Regions from separate parts of the Mus musculus genome. Here region 2 is linked to region 1. A link is a contact called in public Hi-C data. All regions are on one chromosome and are shown on one strand. Each heading gives the region's core, a stretch centred on a gene start, on an enhancer-like site or on the middle of the called end of the contact. The rest is flanking DNA. Distances are from core to core; before and after follow the strand shown.

What was found. A called contact is a pair of places that touch in the nucleus more often than the background predicts.
Region 2: a Hi-C map of nephron progenitors shows a contact between it and region 1, with 2.2 times the contacts expected there. The contact joins the promoter of Erbb2 here to the enhancer-like site in region 1. A contact is called at or near these places in 2 of 39 promoter capture datasets (hematopoietic stem and progenitor cells and macrophages), 2 of 484 Hi-C or Micro-C datasets (embryonic stem cells and nephron progenitors), 3 of 115 datasets of contacts at active chromatin or transcription factors (effector CD8 T cells and embryonic stem cells) and 1 of 9 other capture datasets (liver).

Annotation. Positions count from the first base shown.
Region 1 is chr11:98,491,710-98,494,745 of GRCm38.p6, forward strand. The region is part of intron 3 of Ikzf3 (IKAROS family zinc finger 3); the gene reads right to left. Among named protein-coding and RNA genes, the nearest start is that of Grb7, 46 kb to the left of the region's middle. Within about 2 kb of position 1,447, at least 57 of the 459 cell types and tissues checked have an H3K27ac peak or open chromatin away from gene starts, as enhancers often do. A contact at or near this core is called in effector CD8 T cells and nephron progenitors, where this site is marked.
Region 2 is chr11:98,411,056-98,414,091 of GRCm38.p6, forward strand. Erbb2 (erb-b2 receptor tyrosine kinase 2) reads left to right here and starts at 1,429. Exons shown (of 27, transcript NM_001003817.1): 1 at 1,429-1,680. The coding sequence starts at 1,608.

The sequences.
Region 1 (3,036 bases), core at 197-2,696:
GAGGAGGGACTGACCTGACCTAAGTAAGCTGGATGACTAAACACCGCTCTTTAAAGGGCTGTTGTGTTGTGCGTTCTTTTTTGCAGGTGGGAACAGTCAGGGGGAACAGAACACAGAACAGAAGCAGCATTCCACTTCCTGGTGCTCTCTTCTATCCTGCTACAACCCTTGTGTGTGTGTGTGTGTGTGTGTGTGTGTGTGTGTGTGTGTGTGTGTAAGTCAACTCAGATGTCGCTCCTCAAGAGCTGTTCACCTTGTTTTTTGAGACAGTGCCCACCTCTCACTGGGACCTGAGGTTCAGTGATCAGGCCAAGCTGGCTGGCCAGCCAGCGAGCACCAAGGAGCCTCTTGTCTCCACCTCCTCAGTGCTGGGGTTACAAGCACCTGCCATCATACCTGCTGCTTTATTTGGGTGCTGGAGATTAAACTGAGGTTCTCATGTGTGTGTGGCAAACACTTTGCCAACTGGGAGGACGTAAGACACACAGAAGGCTGGCTGGACATGGTGGCTTGCACCTATAGTGCAAGCACTCTGGAGGCCCAGGATGCAGGTAGATCTCTGAGTATGAGGCCAGCTTGGTCTATACAGTGAGTTTTTGGCCAGTGTGGGCTACAGAATGAGGTCCTGTCCCCCAAAATAAAGCCAAACAACAGAAGAAATGGAGAAGGCAAGTTTATATATTAACCCTCTCAAAAAACCCTCTAAAAACTTGCCTCATGAGACCAACATGTAAGACATGTTCATAAGCAAAGCTTGCTATGTAGGTGCTTATTCTTTCAAGCACTGAGTGTTTAAACATTGGAAGGCTTACTTTCCCACGAAGAAACACAAATCAATGGAATTTAGAGCAAAAGAGAATTTAGAGGTTGGCTAATCCAACTCCCCCACCCCCCCCCCCCCGCCCCTTTCCTTCTCAGACAGGAAATATGGAAGCAGACACGAGTCAGTCATTTTCCTAATTTTACACAGCCAGTTCCTGGCACAGGTTATGCTGGGTCTGGGGAGATGGCTCAGCAGTTATGAGGACTGGCTGCTCTTGCAGAGGACCTGGGTTTGGTTCCCAACATGCACATGGTGGCTCACCACCACCCCTATCACCAGTTCCAAGGGATCTGAAGTCCCTTTTTTTTTTTTAACTTCCATAGGAACACAGGTGGTTACCAACATACTATCAGTCAAAACATTCATACATGTAAAAATAAATCAATAAATCAATAAATAAATAGTGCTAAACTTAAACTACCAGGTGGTTGGGTTGGACCCCATCCTCCCACATCTGTTTAACATCTCTATTCCACATCCTTCTCTCACTGGGGTAGATGTAAAAACCCAAAACACTGTGAAGAAAAAAAAAAAACCCACGATATTTTTAAAAACTACATCCCTTCCAAAACATATCAGAAGTGTTGATCCTGCTAGCAGAGAAGGAAGTGCCACGGCAGCTGCACGGGGCTTGTGCCTTCCACCCTGGTTTCAATTTTCACTTCTATCAGGGTTTCCTTTCATCTGTATTAACTGTGTTTGCTTAATGGAGCAAGACAAGGCCTAACCACCATCGTCAGGGCCACACTGCTTCACTGCTTGTCACAGGTCGTGGTTCACGACCCCTTGACTGCAGCTATGGGTGGCTGGGCCACGTTGTCTCCTGCTGCATCTTGCTTGGATGGGAAATGATTTCTGTGTCTTACAGGGAAAGAGATTAGCTAGCTTTCTTCGTTTCTTTCTTCGTTTCTCTGTTTCTTTCTTCCTGGATCTTGCCTGCTTTCCTATGGAATCTGTTTCCTTGAGCGTTGTTTTTCTTTTTCACCATTTAAGAGAAGTGTGAACTCAAGGCTGGTGTCCCCCCTTGCCTCCGCTGTTCCAGCTGTGGGTGACATTCCACCAAAGCTTGAGTGCACTTCAGTTTGCATGTAGGCGTTTAAAAGAACCTCAACGGAAAAACGTCTTCTACTGAGAACTGAAGACCAGCAGGACTGAAAGGGGCAGCAGAAAAGAGCTCCAGGACCGTCGGGGCTACAGTACAATTTAACTAATAAAGTTACTGGGGTTCAGCAACTTTATGGTTTATCATGGAAAGGCAAATAGAGGTGCAGACTCAAAACCCGAGAGACACAAAGGTACAGATGGGATTCCTGAGAGGCCACTGGGCCCTCAGCCTCCAAAATGGGCCACTGAACCCAAACCAGGAAAGCCACTGGACTCCCACTGAAGAGATTCATTCTATACTCTGGGAGGAAGATTTCTTGGAGCCAAAGAAACACAGGCAATCTACTAATGCCACAAGGAAATGCTGACAAGTATGCTCAGTGAGAGATGTGCACTGTCTCAAAAAACAAGGTGAGCAGCTCTTGAGGAGCGATATCTGTCTAGGTGAGCATCGCATCACAAGGAACCTAAGCTCATTCTCTCCTCATAGCTTTCTAGTTGGATTTACACTTACTGCCTCTAGCTCCCCCAAATTCCCTGGAATCTGGCATCTGCAATCGACTCTGTGCCCTGGGACAATTTACTCATTTGCCCACACTTACCTCCTAAGTTCTGAGGCTAACCCTCTGTTTTTTTCCCCCCTGAATACTTCTCTAGGGCAATCCCAACCATTCTTAAGGGTCCCACCAAGGCCTAATGTGATCAGTCCCCAGATGTATACAGTTCCAGATGCCACACTTCCCTCCTCTCCAATCCTATTTTCAAATCCTCTCAAGTCAAAGTATTTCTTCCCCGTTAGTTAACTCAGGCTGTGAGCCCTGCAGTCACCTTCTGTTCTTCTTGTTTGGGTCACACATTCAAGGATGCTCACCCACCACCTCCCACACCCATCACTCCCTGGCCCCGTGTCCTCTCCTCCTATCCGGAGCCTTCATGATATGGACCATTCCAGCTCATCCCGTGTACTGTGTTTTGTGTTAAAACTAAAGTGTGGCTCATGTCACAGAGCTGCCAAAACTCTGGAATATTCTCCACTGCCAACAAAATAAAGTCAAAATGCAGGAACAAAACTAAAAGGGCTTTTTTGAGATCCGGGCCAAGCTTATCCT
Region 2 (3,036 bases), core at 179-2,678, 81 kb before region 1:
AATTGATCCCCACAAACACCCCATCTGCCCCAGAATGGCTAAATCTGGGATCATTTACTGAGCAGTTATTATGTGTCAAGCACTACACTGCTGAGTGCTTCTAGAGTGTCTTCTCCTTTAGCCCCTAGCACACACAGTCTTACAGATTTGTAAAACAAGACCCAGAGATCGTCAGTCACTTGCCTAAGGTCTCACTGCCAGAATGTGATAGAGGGAAGATACGAACTCAGGTCTTCTAGATACCAGAGTCCCATGTTCTTTGGCCCCTAGCGTGGAAGTGTCTGCCTGAAACTGAGTTTCAGTTCAATGAAAGTAGATTAAGAGAGGGCCACCCTTCATTTCTCTCCCCCAAAGATGCCTCTGATTGCATCTTGACCAGCACAGGTGTGTTCTTTACTGGAACATTCCAAGTACCATCATCAGATGTAGCAGATAAAGAAGAAGGACGTAATGAAGTTCAATTTGAATTTCAGATAAACGACGGGCAATTCATCCTGGTAAACATGTCTCTTGCAATGTGTTCTTGGAGTTTCCAACCAAAGGCATACCTTTGTTTCCTTTCTCACCTGTTACCAGGCTTCAGGAGTGATATCTAGGTACTTCAGGGGTAAACTGGCAGGCGAAAAGGACAGGGAGAGAGAGGACGATGAATGAAACTGAGAACTGGGTAAAGTCAGAACGAAGTGGGCATGGGGTTGGAGAGATGGCTAAGCAGTTGAGAGCCTGTGCTGCTCTTGCAGAGGACCCAAGTTCTGTTTCCAGCACCAAAGTGGGTGGGCGGCACCCTGTAACTCCAGCTCTGGGGGATTCCCACTTCCTCTTCTGACCTCTGTGGGCAACAGCACTTATGTGACACCCCCCAAAACCCATATATGACCACACATAATTTGAAATAAAAATAAGTCTTAAAAAGAGAAAGAAACAGGAGAAGCTGTTCTTCCAAGGATGAACAGAGGGCTCCCGATGTGACTCGCTTCTCCTAGTTCTGTGGGTTCCTTTAAGATCAGGCAGGAGATACCCAAAAGGACAGAATTGATATCCCAGAGAGTCTTGGAAGTCACCAGTTAGACATAACACATTCCCTTCCCAGGCTGATTTTACCTGAGGATGTGGCGACAAACCATTTATCTGGTATTAAGAGTGTGATGCAAACGTTCCAAGAGTATCCAAGATAAAACCCACCCAAGACTGCAAAGAGGGGTAAAGAGATGCCCTGCTTTTAGGAAGTGGGTGAGAACTGCAAGCAAGCAAGCGAGGCGTCAGGGCACAGGGCGCGACGCACCCAGGCCTGCGCCGGGAGGGAGAAAGTGAAGCTGGGAGCAGCCACTCCCAGTCTTGCTGGAATGCAGTTGGAGGGGTGGGGGGGCGAGCCGGGAGCGCGCGGCTCCCAATCACCGGCGGCGGAGGAGGCGGAGGAGGAGGGCTGCTCGAGGAAGTGCGGCGTGAAGTTGTGGAGCTGAGATTGCCCGCCGCTGGGGACCCGGAGCCCAGGAGCGCCCCTTCCCAGGCGGCCCCTTCCGGCGCCGCGCCTGTGCCTGCCCTCGCCGCGCCCCGCGCCCGCAGCCTGGTCCAGCCTGAGCCATGGGGCCGGAGCCGCAGTGATCATCATGGAGCTGGCGGCCTGGTGCCGTTGGGGGTTCCTCCTCGCCCTCCTGTCCCCCGGAGCCGCGGGTACCCAAGGTGGGTCTTGGCTTGGGGAGGGCTCGGGCCGCTACGGCTGCGCCCACGGGCGGCCGGAGCCGCGGGGCCCCGAGAGCTCCACGGCCGGGCGGTCCGGGACGTTGGGACGATTCCGGCTACCGGCGCCGCGGCCCGGAGGAGATCGGAGCAGTTGGGGATGGGACAGTCACTCGGAGAACCACACTGGAGGTCCGGACCGGCCCCTTCTCGCTACACCGGAGCCTCCCGGGCTCCAGGAGACTCCGGGAACTCCTTGGGAAAGTTCTCTGAAACTAGTCGGAAAGTTTTCCTCCGGAGGGTGTGTGAAGCGCTGTGCGTGCGTGCGCCTGCTTCCCCCCTTTCGAGCCCCCCTCACGCTTTCTCAGAGCTCTTCCAGTTGGCAGCCTCCGCCTCCGGACCGGACTGGGCAGGATGCCTTCGGGGTCCCCTCTGCCCCTCCCCTCCCCCTTCCCACCCCCTCTGGCCCTTTGGGTTTAGTAAGTTACTCCAGCTTCCAGTGGGGTCGCCGTGGAGGGGGCGGTGGGGAAAGTAACCCATCCTGTCGAGCAGGGAGGACCGAGTGGCGGCTCCGCAGTTGAGTTGCCTATCGATAGTGTCTGGGATATGGGGGAGCAGGAGGAGGGGCAGGCATTTGTTTGCAACAGTTCTCTCTCATTCTCTCTCTCTCTCTCTCTCTCTCTCTCTCTCTCTCTCTCTCTCTCTCTCTCTCTCTCTCTCTTCTGTGCTGGGGATGGAACACCCCTACCCTCCATCCCAGTCTCGCCCGTGTTAGGCAAGCCCTCTATCACAGTGCTGCACACTCCACAGCCCTGTTTTGAACAAATTTCCTTAGAGCCAGCTTAAGTACTGTGTGCTTTGGGATTCCGGGAAGGCTCGGATCTTGAAGGGTGGTCTTGTGTTTTCCCGGCTTCCATACAATAAACTGGAAAGGGTTCCTGGGCATTTGGGGGCGGGGGGAGGGCACCGAAAAGGAGTAAGGTCAGCTAGGGGTAGACAGAGAGCTGGGTTGTTTTCTTGCCTTTATCTTCGTGTTGGGGGCTGGGAGGGTGACCCAGCAGTGTGTATACTGACCCATATGTCCAGTTCTACCATGAGCGTAAAAGCTGACAGTCACCCCGTGTGGGTCAGCTCTGCCAGGCTCCGTGGGTGGTGGCTTGCATGCATTCCTTCTACAGTACTAAGAACAACTCCACAGTGGAAACATTAGTAGCCTTCTCCTTGTCCCAGGGGGGAAACCTGGGCTGGGGAAATGAAGTATCCTGGAGTAACTGGTGGATCCCAGGCAATGTGACCAGCCACAGGATATGATATATGATTCACATAAATACGAGTCTAGCTGAGCAGTGCGGAGACACT